Regions from separate parts of the Hordeum vulgare genome. Here region 2 is linked to region 1. A link is a contact called in public HiChIP or PLAC-seq data. All regions are on one chromosome and are shown on one strand. Each heading gives the region's core, a stretch centred on a gene start, on an enhancer-like site or on the middle of the called end of the contact. The rest is flanking DNA. Distances are from core to core; before and after follow the strand shown.

Region 1 (7,449 bases), core at 3,552-6,051:
AGTCTGCTCACACACCGAGCTAATGCCCTCATGAAGTCAAAATAACTAAGGGGGCCGAGGGATCAGTTGACGGAAGAGAGGGATAAATTAAAGCTGAAGAAAAAACAACTCAGGACAGAGAGGATTGATCTACAAATAACCGTTGGTCAATTCAAACAAGATGGAGAGAGAAATCAGAAGAAGACGCGCCACATTTGGATAATCCTTGATGATGAAGAGTAGTTAGTTGATCGGTAGTACTAATTAAGTTTCAAACTACATGTTTATTATGAGTATGTTTATGGGTATGCGTGTTTAAATGATCGATACTAAGTTTTAAACTATATGTTTATTACGGGTATGTTTAAATTATCAGTACTCTTGTGACGTTTAAACTCTTAGTTTTTGAAGTAGTATATGTTTATTATGGCGGCGAGCATCATCCTTCTTGTATGCCGGCAAGTGTGTTGGCATGACCATGGCCGTGATGGCGTGGTCGAACTCCCGCCCCTTTTTTTGTGTTGGCATGTGTGCCGGTCGCTGGCAAGTGCGTCAGCATGAACTGTGTGGTGTTTTTTGAAGCTGAAATTGTATGCTGTCCACTGGCATGGTGTCGGCATGAACTTTGGGCGATGGCATGGTCGCTGGCTTGATCTACGGCCGTGGGCCTTTTCAAATTTGTGCGCGGACATAAATGGATCGCGCGCGTTGGGCGAACTGCCGACCCAAATCTTAAACTAGGCACACGCCAAGCGAGCGACCGATCCAAACGGACAAAAGGCGAACAAAAGCGCCATCCGTTTGGGTCGGCACATTGGAGTTGCCTTATCCCCTAGAATGATTTTTATGGAAATCATTTTCAAGGAGCTATTGAAATTGCTTTTAAAGCAAGGATGAGTCCATCTACAAAATTCAAAAATGAAAAGAGAAAAGGCTAAGAGCAACTCCAGCGCGCTGATCCATTTCATCCACGCACGTCCGTTTGGGTCGCGCGGACAGAAAAGTCGGCCCAACGCGTCGACCCAAACGGACGCGCTTCCGCTTTTTGTCTGCTCGCGACCCATTTTGGGCAGAAATTTGGGTGTCATTTGTGTCGACGCGGATACGGAACGACACGCGCCTTGTCCGCGTTCTCCTTTCCTCGCCCGCTAGTCGGTGTCATAATCTCTCCTTCTTATCCCCTTCCCTCCCCTCACGTGATGCCCGCAAGCACACAAACCCTAGGCCGACGACCCCATTTTCCCTTGGCCACCCTAGCTCTCCAGCACCAAATCCATCTGCTCAGTGCCTCCTTCGTCCTGATGGGGGGGCCTATTGGTGGATCTGCGGCGATGGGATTTGGCGAAATTTTACACATCCTACCATGGGATTTGTTGAAATTTTGCACATCCTATCGGTGGGATTTGTCGAGTGAGACTGTTCGTGGACTGCCTTGGCATGGACTGGTGGGTGCCGGTTCACCAGGTCCGGGCAATCCCCCGGTGCCACATGCAGGCGCTCAGTCCACCTCTAGCCGCTCGGGCCTGACCCATCGCAGGTTCGCCGGCAAGGCGACGACCGGCCATCGCCCTAGGTCGGTGTTGTCCCAAAAGCTTGCCCACTCATCTTTGCCATTTATACGGTGTAGGTCGTCCGATGCATTTCTTGGACGCCAGAACATCCCGGTCGGGCGTTCGTGAAGTGCAAAAACGATGGGATATGATTTTTGTTCGGCCATTTGCTCTTTGTTTGATGCAATTTAGGTAGCTTATATTTGCTCAATATTGTGTGTAGGAAGGATGGAATTTTTGGTACTCGAAAGAAGTATACACCAATCTATTGATCTCATAAAATTTGTAGATGTGCTTGCACTTTTATGTAGAACTGAAGATATAGATGAGACTAAAAAAAACAAAGGGAAAACAACGTCTAATTTTTTAGCATCGAAGAAGAAAGACGTTGTGTTCAAGAATCCATAGATCAACAACGAAGACATAGTAAATATTTTAGTCTTAGTTCAACTAATAGGAGCAGTTAAGAAAGTTGAACATTTTTTAAAATGTTTAATTATGGTTTTTGTTTTCTTTGGCATTATAATCATAGCGACGAATTGATAAAAATGTATGTTGTATTTGACATAAAAGTAAAAATGTATGTTGTATTTGACATAAAAGTAATGTCTAAATTCGATTCAAAATAAATGCTGACCGGTCAAGCGAATAAAAAATAGGTTGACACGTTGAAGATTCGATCGATCGACCCAAAATCTCTCTCTAGTAATAAAGCACGGAGTGTTTCCGTCGTCCGTCGTGGTCATTTTACAAAAAACACCCCGTCGTTTTCGTTAATCAACCCGCAGTCTGTCTTTAAGTGAGTCCGAACCGTTATTTCGTATTTTACACAAAACCCTCTGACATTAACGCTAAATAACCCACAATCCATCTTTCAATGGCAATGAATCGTTTTATATACTTTTGCGTAAACCCCGTGACATATATGTCAATAAACCTGGAGTCTATTCAGAATAAATACGTATTTTCATATAACAATATCTTTTAAACCATAAATCTAATTTAAACATGTTATATATGAAATTTGATTAGAAAAATGTGTAGAGTTTAAATATATTATTATTTTACATGTTAAATAATTTTAATAACCTCAGAGTCTATTCAGAATAAATATGTAATTTCAAATCACAATTTTTTTTAAGCCGTAAATCCAATTTAAACATGTTATATATCGAATTTGATTACAAAAATGTGTAGAGTTTGAATATGTTATTATTTTATATTTTTAAAATAATATATAAAATACAATGTAAATCAATATATTAGAAATCTTTACTACCCGTTGCTCGTATAGGCCCATGTCAAATCTTAACGAACATAATTATTATCCCGAATCATTGGTATTCGACATGCAGCGGCATATAGGCCCATGTCGGATGCTCATAGGCATAAGCATCCAACAATGTTTTAGATCCCAAAGTAAAGTATGCACTCTATATATGCGTCTGTTTTGAGCGAGCGCCTAGAGAATTTATTTTTTCAAAAAACTCGTGTTCCAAAATGTAATTTTAAATAATGTTCCAACTTTAATAAAATGTTTAAACATTTAAATTTTTTAGTTTTTAAAGGTAAAGAAATATTTATGTTTTCCCTTGCTACACACAAGCATATTTGTGCAACCTGATGCTAGAATTGTTACGTTGCAAGAATTTTTTTTCCTCTTTCATTGCAATGCACGGGCATATTTTTTATATGATAAAAAACATGTTGATAAAATCAAGGGTTTCGACTAATGTTTATTCAAGTCATTTATATGTATTATTCAGTATTAAGTCTTTAAAAAAAAATCAATTAACTAAGCTAGAGGCATGAGAGGTTTTTTTTCCTTCCGTTGTATCGCACGGGTCTTTTTTTTAGTCTCTCCCTAATAATAAAGCACGCAGTGCTTCTTCCGTCCGTCATCGTCATTTTACAAAAAACACCCTGGATTTTCCTGAAATCAACCCGCAGTCCGGATTTAAGTGAGAGACGAATCGTTTTTTTTTCGTTTTTATAGGAAACCCCCTGTGCTTTTCCGAAATCAACCCGCAATACATAATACAGTGAGAGAACGAATCGTTTTTTTGATTTTTTGTAGAAACCTCCTTCAGTTTTCATAAAATAAACCCGCATTACATACTTGAGTAAAAAAAACAATCATTTTCCGTATGTTTTCGAAAACACCCCTACAGTTTTTAATTAATTAATCTGTAGTTCAATTATAAATGCAAAATACTTTAAAAATTTATATCTTTTAAATGGTAACTCCAATTTTACATTATTATATATGAAATTTTATTAGAAAAATATGTAGAATCTGAATATAATGTTAGTTTATCTTTTTAATTTTTTAAAATTATGTTTATAATGTAATTTTAATCAATAATGATGCGCACAATCTAAATATAATGTTATTTTATTTATTTAATAATTTTTAAATAATATTTATGCTGTAATTTTAATCAATAGCGTACAATCCATTTTTCATAACGAGGCCGATCCGTGTTGTTAATTAATCCGCGGTCCAATTATAATTAACAAATACTTGAAAAAATTATATCTTTTAAACTGTAACTCTAATTTTAAATTATTACATATGAACTTCCATTCAAAAAATGTGTTGAATCAAAATCTAATGTATCTTACCTATTTAATTTTTTTAATTTCTATTTATAATGTAATTTGAATGTATAGTGATGCATATAATCTAAATATGATGTTATTTTACTTATTTAACAATTTTTAATTATGCATTAAGTTTAAATAAATATCTCAAGTCATGATTATTAGGTTAAAACGTGTTGTATTATTTGCTTCCGTTGCAACGCACGGGCTATTTTGCTAGTTTTAACCTAAACGTCGAACGGACGACCGAATGACAAAAAAACAGACAAAAAGTTCATCCGTTTGAGTGGCGCCTCGGAGTTGCTCTAAAGCATCCCATCACCGCGAGATATACATCATGCTCTGGTCGCTGGACCCTTGACCCTTTTGACCAGTTTACTGTAGCGTGTGACGTGATGCATGGCTTCTGCCGCAAGTTGGTGGCAATCCTATCGCCAAGTGCAAACGGCGTGCTCCGCGGACTGAGCTTCCGTGATTTACTGCATCTGTCTTTGTGTCAATGTCAGGTGGGTCTCACGGGTGGCTGACCCACGTGTCATACAGCCAAAGGCAGGTGTAGCTATCTCAGGTGCGTCCGTGCTCCGCACCCTTCCTCCGCCCCCTCTCCCAACTTGCGTGTGGCTTTATACCCCGCTCCCGTCCTCCCCAATCAGCGTTTGGAGGACTCATTCCATCCCAATTCCCATTCCAAATCGCCAACCATGGCTCTCCGTCTTCACCATCTACCCCTCCTCCTCCTGCTCACCGCCCTCCTACCCACCGCCTCCGCCACCCACTCGCCGGAGAGCGCCACCTCGTACAGCCACCACCATTACCCGACGGGCACCGCCACAGCCCATTTCCACCCCGTCCATGGCGCGGCGCCTTCCATGCATCAAAACCATCTCGAAACCGAGAGCCAGCCTCTGCTCGCCGTGGAACCCGCCGTCGCCGACGCGCAGACAACGGCCCGTCCTCCTCTGCTCGTGCCAGTGCCACCCCAAGCCGCGGCGCCCTCACCGCCTCCCACGTCCGTCGCGCGGCCGGATCTGGCGGCCTCCCGTTCCGAGGCAACGCCGCAGCCGCGAGAGGGGTCAGCGACTGCAACGGCGACGACGCTACCGAACCAGAGTACGCTACCGAGTCCACCGCCTCCCGTCCAAGCCGGCGCCGCAGCTGGGGAAGTGGTGGTCTCCGACAGCGAGCAGGGTCTGCATCAGCTCTCGAGGGCCCTTGCTTCGCTAGGGTACCAGGAGATGGCGGCTGCGGCGGGAGCGCTCCTCGTCAACTCGCCGCTGTTCGCGAAGTGGCCCGGGCCGATGACAGTCTTCGCCGCTCCCGACGCCTTCCTCCAGGCCTCCTGCCCCACTTGCTCGCGTCGAGACCTGCTCATCCACCACATCGCCATGGGCTATTATCCCTACTCCGAGCTCGCGGCCGCTGCCATGGTGAAGATCCCTTCTGCCTCCGTCAACTTCTGCATCAACATCGTTTCAGAAGGTGGCCCCTTCGACACCGGCCTCGCCAGGATCTACGCCGAGGACGTGGAGGTCTCGCATCCCGACCTCTACAACGACGGCCTCTACGTCGTCCATGGCTTGGTCGGCTTCCTGCGCCCGCTCACGCACTCCTGCTTCGACGGCCCGCACCCGCACCATCGCCGCTCCCTTGCGGGGCGATCTTCTGGTGGCACGCTCGTGCGCGAGGCTATCGCCCGCCTACGACGACGAGGCTTCGGCGTTGTGGCGATCGCCCTCCGGCTCCAGTTCACAGAGCTTCAGAGGTTCGCGAATCTTACAGTTTTCGCACTCGAGGACCAGGCCATTTTCGCAAGGGGAGGGCACGACTACGTCTCGTCGGTGCGTTTTCACATCGTTCTCAAGCATCGACTCACCCGCGCCGAGCTACTTCGTCTCCGGCCCGGCACAATTCTCCCCACCCTGGCTGGCGAGGACCAGAGCCTCGTCATCACGCACGGCGCCGGTGAGAATGTCTTCGTCAATTACATACACATCAAGGAGTCGGATGTGGTGGTCAACTCTCGTATTGCCGTGCATGGCATCGAGTCACCTTTGCTGCACCTCAACGGAGAGCTGCACAGCGGCGGCGCGGCCGAGCCAAATCTGAAGAAGAGGTTCACGCTGCATGATTCACAGCGGCCGGCAGAGCAAGGTTGGGCACGGGACCGGGGAGTGCCACTGTATTGGGCCGTTGTTGGGGCTGCAGTGGCGGCCATGGCAGGCGTTGCCGGAGCCGGTAGCTGGTTTCGGTGGGTCAAAGGCAAGGATGGTAAGCGGATTTATCTTGCACAAGCGGCCATGGAGGCAACTTACAATGCCAAATACGGGCGGAGAGACCTGATGGCAGAGCTTGAGGAGCAGAAGAAGAGACTTTGCGCTATATGCAGTGACGAAGCCTTCGATTGGACCGCCACCTGCTGCGATGTGAAGTTCTGCTGTTTATGTCTGGGCACAGCATATGTTAAGCGTCATAATGCGCTCTACGCACCCGGGCCCTGTGTGAGGGAGGGCAGCCTTCTTCCATCTCTTCGTGTGAAGCTGCATCCTGACCTTCCAGGTATGTACATGGAATCCGAGACGAGAGTGAAAGCAGAGTTCGAGAAAGCGCTTGACCAGAAGGATGTTCATGATGAGTTCGTGATGAAGAGGGTGTACACTTCTCATGAAGATGTTTTGGCAAAGATGGCGCCCCAGAGAATCTTGGTCTATAGCCGGGAAGGTAACAGTGAGATTATCCATCAACTCAACCTGGGCAGGACCAACATCACCTGAGAAGCAAATCAACTCCAGCTTCTTTCCGCTTGAAACTTGGTCAGATTTGAAGGATGTGGCTCTGTTACACTATTCTCAGCTTGGGCGAACATGCAGGAGTTGATTTGCTTCTCAGGTGAAACTTGGTCAGATTTGAAGGATGTGGTTCTGCGACTTATCTTACTACATGTCACTTTATGTGTCATTTTCGTTTCTGCATGCACGAGCAAGTGTTAAGCTCGTTCAGTTTGCTTCTAGGCTGTAATGTGTTGCTCAGTTGTTGAGTTTTGTTTAGAACACATACGTTTGTTTAGGCACGGATGCCCTGAGTTAGCAAACCCGTGACACTTTTTTTGAGGCGAGAAAACCTGTGACACTTGTCCGTGTGTATTCTAGTCACTCGTTCACTACACTACTGTATTTTGCACCATGGATTATATTCATCGAAAGAGTGTCACACGGGCATCAAGCACTACAGGAAAATCCCGTTTTACCGTGTGGCAAGCTATAAGTCGTGTTCTTTTTTTCGGGTACTCGGCTTATTTGAATATAAGCCGTGTACACAA
Region 2 (7,449 bases), core at 2,643-5,142, 420 kb before region 1:
CCAGACACGGTTTGCCTCTGAAAAGTTGAAGGTCAACGATTCCGCTGTGTTAGCATTCAACTCTTTGTGCCAAAAAGGACTACATGAGCATATAGATTATAGAATATACCTTTTTGAATCGTTTGAAGTTAACGCCTCCAGTTTCTGATGACGCGGCAGGAGCTGGCCGAAGGACCCTTTTCACAATCAGATCTCGACTGAAAATAACATGACAAGTCTCTTCCCTGCTACTGTCCAAGTTCTCATCCTTTGGCGCCTTGTTCACAAAAACAGCATCACAAGTCTCATCCTGCGCCACCTTGTTTATAACCTGAACATTCTCACCTCCAGCTTTGAACCCAGAAATTGCTGTTTTCTCTATAAACTGAACATCCTCACCTCCAGCTTTGAATCCAGAAATTGCTGTTTTCTCTATGACCTGAACATCCTCCTCCATGGGTTCCGAAATTTCTTCTTTCTCTAGGTTGTTCTGAACATTGATGCTGACCTTTGTTTCTCCTAAATTTACAGCACTCACACTGCTTGTAACTTTACTTTCTCCTTTATCATCAGACATATGCTGAATATGGTGCTGAGACTTGCTAGCAGCAACAGTACGATCAGACATTGCAGTATCAGTTTCGACATCAGAATCCGCCACAATAGTTTCATCCGTTGTATTGGAGGATGTAATCATGTCTGGCAAAAAAAAAACATTTGTAGGTTCAATAAGGCTGGTGGTATATATATGCGACTGCTTAATGTTAAGATGTCCAAAAAAATTGCACGTTCTCCGAAAATGCATATGCATGGAACTTTTAATGCTTACAAGCAGGTGGTTCAATAGCAGCTGCTTCCAAGCGACCAGACAATATAGCAGCAAATAGCTTCACGTCAGTGATCTTGGACAAAGGAAATAGAGGACGCATCTTACTGAACTCCAAAGGAGATTTTGCAGGAACAAGAAGAATTTGTTGGTCATTGTCTCCAGCTCCAGAGTCCTGTTAATTTCATGCTTAAGTCATTCATCTGTTTGCACCTCCCATAAACAAAGAGTACACACCCAGCAATAACAAGATAAATCGTCATGCAAGTAGAGGCAATGAAGCAATCACATAAGGTAGCAACGGAATAAGTAACCGACATTATTATTAACTCAAGCCCTCTTCATCTAGAATTTTGGTGTCTTACTTTTCTAGAGAGAAAATGCATTATTCCTCAAAGGTATCCTCAAGAGAAAAGGAAAAACATTATATAACATAGTATTAGAACACTTACCTGGCTGTTAGCACAAAACTCCTCGATGCTGAGATATTTTGCTCCAGTTGATTCCAGTAACTCTTGTATTTTCTCTCCAAATTTATACTGCAATTGAATAATGTTAGTCAACAGCAAAATGCCTGATGATATGCTTTCAACTTTAACATACACCACCTTTTCTGATGATCCCAGGATAAAAGTATGGCCTGCTAGGCAATTCTCCATGAGCTTGTTCTCAACCATCTTTATATCCATCCCATCAAGAGTCAAGTTTGGAATATATCTGGATCAAGTACCATGAATATATCACCATCTGCTGTTATGGGAGAACCACAAGTTGATGCAAGAATCTACAGAAACTACAACTCAGGTGCTGAAGGTTGCCCATAGCTTACTGTGTACAAGAAGGGATCTCTGTGTGTATGTTCTTTTCAGCCATCGCCTGAAACAGATCAAAACAAGAACTCAAACCTGAAATATACATATGGATGAGAAAGTGTAAATGACACAAGTGAAATAGTTGTTCATTGCTATATAATTTACAGAATCACACCGGAGGACCTCCTCATGTCCATCTATATGTATTAACTTAATTCGTATAATTCAGGTTCTCTGGCTAGAAAAGACCATTCGAGCATCCAAGCAATGCTGCAGGACGGAAAAGGAAAGTACCTTGAACCAGTTTCCCAAGATGATTGGTTTTTTTGTGATGATTGCATCGAGGAGCTCAAGTGTCAATGAAGATGATTCATCCACAAGAACATGTGTACATGTATCAATCCACTTACGAGTAACATATGCACCTTAGAAGGATAATACCAACTTATCAAAATTAAGTAGCAACAAGCATGCCAAAACCTATGCTTACTAATGAACCGACAGCAAGTACATCATACAAGTATAGTTACCACTAACCAATAGATGTCATGACTGCCTGCAATGATCGATCAATTCGTGCTGACTTTTTGCCATGAAAAAAGACCACTATGGGGACAAACGAGAACCTGTCAGGAATATCAGAAGAACCAAGTGTAACTTATACATCCATCTTTTCAACCAAAGCACCAGTACATGTATGAAATAAGCAATAAAAAAATACATAAAAAATGATTGCATGCATTGACAATCTGATAGGAGCTAGCCTCCTACCAGGGTGTATGCATAGGTTATATGGGTAGCTAGCGGGTTGGCAAGGCTGAGGGCGCGAGCGACGGTGCTGCGGCGCCGTGATCGTGAGATGGAGAAGGCCGCCGGTCGGCGGCTAGGGTTTAGGGTTTTCCAGCAGAAGCCGAGCAAATAAGTTTGCTTCTTCTGAATCTCAGAATAGGTCATTACATGAGTATATATATAATCTCAAATATGATAACTGGGCTAAGCCTCTAACTACGATAACTGGGCTAAGCCCGGCTATAAGTAGCCCCGGTCATAACACAATCATTTCGTACAGATAGTTGCACGTGCTAATTAGAAAAAAGATGTGTAAGCAGGGAAGAAGGCACAAGCATGCCGTTGCCCCATTTTTCTTTTATACTAACCTGAAGGTCATGTTGCCATTTCCGAAAGTCACAGTATCGCCATCAGAAAGCACCACAACTTCATCTTTACGTAGCCGACTGCCCTGAGTTCCCTGTACCTTGTTGACAAATGTGCCGTATTTCGAGCGATCAACTACACTAACACATGAAGGGCTTGCTGGAGCACCAGAACGTGGCTCCCAGGCAACCATCTTTTCAACTGCTATCTCCGCATGCACTCGGGATATTGATGTTTCTGTTTGAACGATGTCGCAATCTGTAGCAGAAATGCCGGCGTTAATCTACAATCTCATACATGATATTCATTGTATATTGATAGCCTACGAAATCATGCAATTATATTCACAATCTATCAGTTCTACGGGCTTGCACAAATGGAAACGATATCGACTTTACTGAAAAGAAGAGTGTGGCTCTTGTCCATGGTCTAGTAAATACAGTAGCAAAGTTAAAATCCTTGACTAGACTGCATTTTAGACAAACGAAGAGACGGGACACAAATTAAAACCGTATGAATCAATCAGCGTATCTGAATCCCAAAACATCATTCTCCTCTTTTCCAACCTGCCAAGAGGTTGTGTACAGGAAACTCAACAACTGACCCGCTAACACAACTATCTTATCACCACATATGTACTGATCGGTAATCGCACGGAGAAACAAAACCTGAATGAACCAACAAGCCTTAAACAACAGACCTTTGCGGCCGACCGTGTACGTCCCGGCGGCGGAGATGTAGTACTGCTGCGCCCCTGCAACCCCATGGAAACCATTCGTCACCAAACTGAAAGGAAAAAACTTGTGCACTGCGAGGTCTGCGGAATCGGACGAGGGGGAGGGGGATGACACACCGCGCACTGTGCCGAAGGGGGTCAGCGCCCAGACCATCTCCCTCTCTCTCTCTCAAGGCCTCCTCGCTCTCGTGTCGCGGGTAGAGCTCCGGTGGTCTTTACACCCGCGCTGGGTGGTGTCGGCGGGGGTTTGGTCCAGATGTTCCGTGGCGGCTGCCGGAGGAGCGCGATGGCCGCCTGACACGGCACGCGCGGTGGTGGGAGCGAGTCGTGCTGTTGCCAGTACGTCTCCGCTGAGAGAATACGTAACAGCAAGCTTCTGTTTGTGTTGGATCTGGGCCGATAGCCTAGCTAAGCAACTGGGCTTGGCTGATTATGACGGTGGAAATTCTAGTGCAGCACGTCGTCGGGAAAAAAGAACCTCTGATTCTGTGTATTTCTGTTTCCATTTTCCAAGAATAGCCAATAGGAATCGCTGCATTCTTTTTTTCCAAATTCATGGGCACTGAGTATGCACGGACATAGTTCTTGTAGTCTAGCACAAAGGAAATTTCCTTTATAGCCCGTCCAATGTTGCATTGATTCAGTTGTTGACAAGATTTTAACAGAACCTTTTTTTCTGACATCAAAAATTTCATATTCAGATGAAAGCCGGTTGTGTTTCTTGATGTCCTATCTATCAATAAATATCCTATCAATAAATGTGTGGAGAGTTGTTCGGACATCTTTTGCCTTTCATAAGGCGACAATTGCAAAGCCTTCCTTCCCTCGCTCTCTCCTGGCGAGCCTGTGAATTTTGTCTTCTACATGGTGGCCCTAGTAGATAAGTTAGGATTGTAATTCTTATAAGGAAGGCGTTTTGGTGGATACTGACATTTTTTATTGGAGTCGATTTTTCGGGCTCCTGTCCTTTTCAGATTCGTCCTCGGGGTTGATTAGACGGAGCTCTGTTATAGATTCCTTCTAACTCCTTGGGTGGCAGGTTAAGATTTCCCATCGTGCATATGCAATGGCCAGATTTGGTGTTAGGTTCTTCAAGTTAATTCAAGGGTTTAACGATTTGTGGCTTTAGGGCACTAGCCATTAGGGAGTAGGGACACATGCACAAAGACTTCTTGGTTGCCATCGATAAGGTTAGACCGGTGCAGTATGGGAGCGGCGATAGCGACGCGTCACCGACTTGTTCTCACAACAGTAGTGGTCGTTAGATGGTCCAGAAACCTTGATGTATTTTTATTATAAGGTGATTTGTACTTTTGTTGAACCTTTATAATGGATCTTTATAATAGATATGAGTCATTTCAAAAAATGTATGAGAATTGCATGTATCCCAAGAACCTTTATATAGGATATGGAAAAGATTCTAAAGGTATTCCTATAACTTTAGCTAGCTCATTGAACGACTGATGAAAAAGAACTCAAAACCACTTTAAAATTGGTTAATATAACTTTTTAAAATGGTGGTTACAAAAAACTTGTGTGGTGTCATTGCATGCAACCGAAAGTTCACACATTAAGCTGATTTTAGTCCATTCATGCCAAAACAAGAGTCGAATCCAGTCCTACCCGATAATTTACCTCACACAAGCTATGTCACGAATTGAGGCATAAACAAATGAATGGTAATGAAATAGTAATTCTCAAGAAAATAAGGTATGGTCCACCGAATGGAACGGGGGAAGACTATAGCATGTAGCTAAATAAACCATGTCATGGAGCTCGGTGCCTCTCCACCTTGTCAACTACTCCTTGAAATCAGCACTAGGTTTATATTGTGCGGCATCGGGACAATTGGTAAGTGTTGAAAAATCCAGCATCTTCTTTAGCCCAAATAAGTGTTGGAAATATGCCCTAGAGGCAATAATAAAATGGTTATTATTATATTTCCTTGTTCATGATAATTGTCTATTGTTCACGTTATAATTGTATTAACCGGAAACCGTAATACATGTGTGAATAAATCGAGCACACCATGTCCCTAGTGAGCCTCTAGTTGACTAGCTCGTTGATCAATAGATGGTCATGGTTTCCTGACCATGGACATCGGATGTCGTTGATAACAGGATCACATCATTAGAAGAATGATGTGATGGACAAGACCCAATCCTAAGCATCGCACAAGATCATGTAGTTCGTCTCCTAGAGCTTTTCTAATGTTAAGTATCATTTCCTTAGACCATGAGATTGTGCAACTCCCGGATACGGTAGGAATTCTTTGGGTGTATCAAACGTCACAACGTAACTTGGTGACTATAAAGGTGCACTACAGGTATCTCCGAAAGTGTTTGTTAGGTTGGTACGAATCGAGATTGGGATTTGTCACTCCGTGTGACGGAGAGGTATCTCTAGGCCCACTCGATAATACATCATCATAATGAGTTCAATATGACTAAGGAGTTAGCCACGTGATCATGTGTTACGGAACGAGTAAAGAGACTTGCCGGTAACGAGATTGAACAAGGTATAGGGATACCGATGATTGAATCTCGGGCAAATATCATATCGATAGACAAAGGGAATTGTATACGAGATTAAGTGAATCCCCGACATCGTGGTTCATCCGATGAGATCATCGTGGAACATGTGGGAGCCAATATGGGTATCAAGATCCCGCTATTGGTTATTGGCCGAAGAGGCGGCTCGGTCATGTTTGCATGGTTCCCGAACCCGTAGGGTCTACACACTTAAGGTTCAGTGACGCTAGAGTTGTAATGGGAATTGTATACGTGGTTACCAAAAGTTGTTCGGAGCCCCGTATGAGATCCCGGACGTCACGAGCAGTTCCGGAATAGTTCGGAGGTGAAGATTTATATATGGGAAGTCCAGTTTCGGTCAATGGAAAGGTTCCGGATTTATCGGTATTGTACGGGGACCACCGAAATGGTTTTGTGTTGCATCTATCTATTTATGGTATTGTACCGGGATCGTAGTAATTTCAAAAAAAATCCTACGCCATGCAAGGATCTATCTATGGAGAAACCAGCAACGAGCAAAGGGGTGGAGCATCTTCATACATTTGAAGATCGCTAAGCGGAAGCGTTGCTAGAACGTGGTTGATGGAGTCGTACTCGCAGCGATTCAGATCGCGGTGGATTCCGATCTATGCACCAAACGACGGTGCCTCCGCGTTCAACACACGTGCAACCCGGTGATGTCTCTCACTCCTTGATCCAGCAAGGAGGAGGGAGAGGTTGAGGCAGAGCTCCGGCAGCACGACAGTGTGGTGACAGTGGAGCTACGTGGTACTCCGGCAAGGCTTCGCTAAGCACTACGGAGGATGAGTAGGGCTGCGTCGTGGAGAGATGAATTGTGTGTCTCCAAAAGGCCAAAACCCTCCACTATATATAGGAGGAGAGGGAGGAGGGTGCCCACCCTTAGGGTTTCCCACCCTAAGGGGTGCGGCAGCCCCATCTAGGGCAAGGGGGCGGCAGCCAAGGGGTGGAGGTGCCCTAGGGTGGGCCTTTGGGCCCAAGGGTGCCCTCCCACGCCTAGGGTTTGCCCTTCTCCACCCTTGTGTGCCTTGGGATGAGAGAGGGAGGCGCACCAGCCCACTTTGGGATGGTTCCCTTCCACCTTTCGGCCCATGTACCCTTTTGGGGCTGGTGGCCCTTGCCGGTGGACCCGCGGAACCCTTTCTGTGGTCCCGGTACATTACAGGTGTCGCCCGAAACAATTCTGGCATTCAAATCCTCACTTCCTATATATAAATATTTACCTCCGGACCATTCTGGAACTCCTCGTGACGTCCAGGATCTCATCTGGGACTCCGAACAACCTTCGGTAACCACGTACACTATTTCCCTATAACCCTAGCGTCATGGAACCTTAAGTGTGTAGACCCTACGGGTTCGAGAGACATGTAGACATGACCAAGACACCTCTCC

The links. HiChIP or PLAC-seq counts read pairs in DNA pulled down with a chosen protein or histone mark.
Region 2: a contact with region 1 is called in an H3K4me3 HiChIP or PLAC-seq map of embryo, with 9 times the contacts expected there. The contact joins the promoter of LOC123431957 here to the promoter of LOC123409830 in region 1. A contact is called at or near these places in 1 of 6 Hi-C or Micro-C datasets (seedling) and 1 of 1 datasets of contacts at active chromatin or transcription factors (embryo).

The regions. Positions count from the first base shown.
Region 1 is chr1H:296,314,301-296,321,749 of MorexV3_pseudomolecules_assembly, reverse strand. LOC123409830 reads left to right here and starts at 4,801. Exons shown (of 1, transcript XM_045102704.1): 1 at 4,801-7,320. The coding sequence starts at 4,835. The coding sequence ends at 6,904.
Region 2 is chr1H:296,736,935-296,744,383 of MorexV3_pseudomolecules_assembly, reverse strand. It overlaps LOC123431957 (nijmegen breakage syndrome 1 protein), which reads right to left and starts at 3,892. Exons shown (of 13, transcript XM_045115360.1): 1 at 3,626-3,892; 2 at 3,473-3,526; 3 at 2,775-3,030; 4 at 2,155-2,243; 5 at 1,912-2,042; 6 at 1,635-1,681; 7 at 1,414-1,522; 8 at 1,258-1,344; 9 at 809-980; 10 at 110-678; 11 at 1-17. The coding sequence starts at 3,662.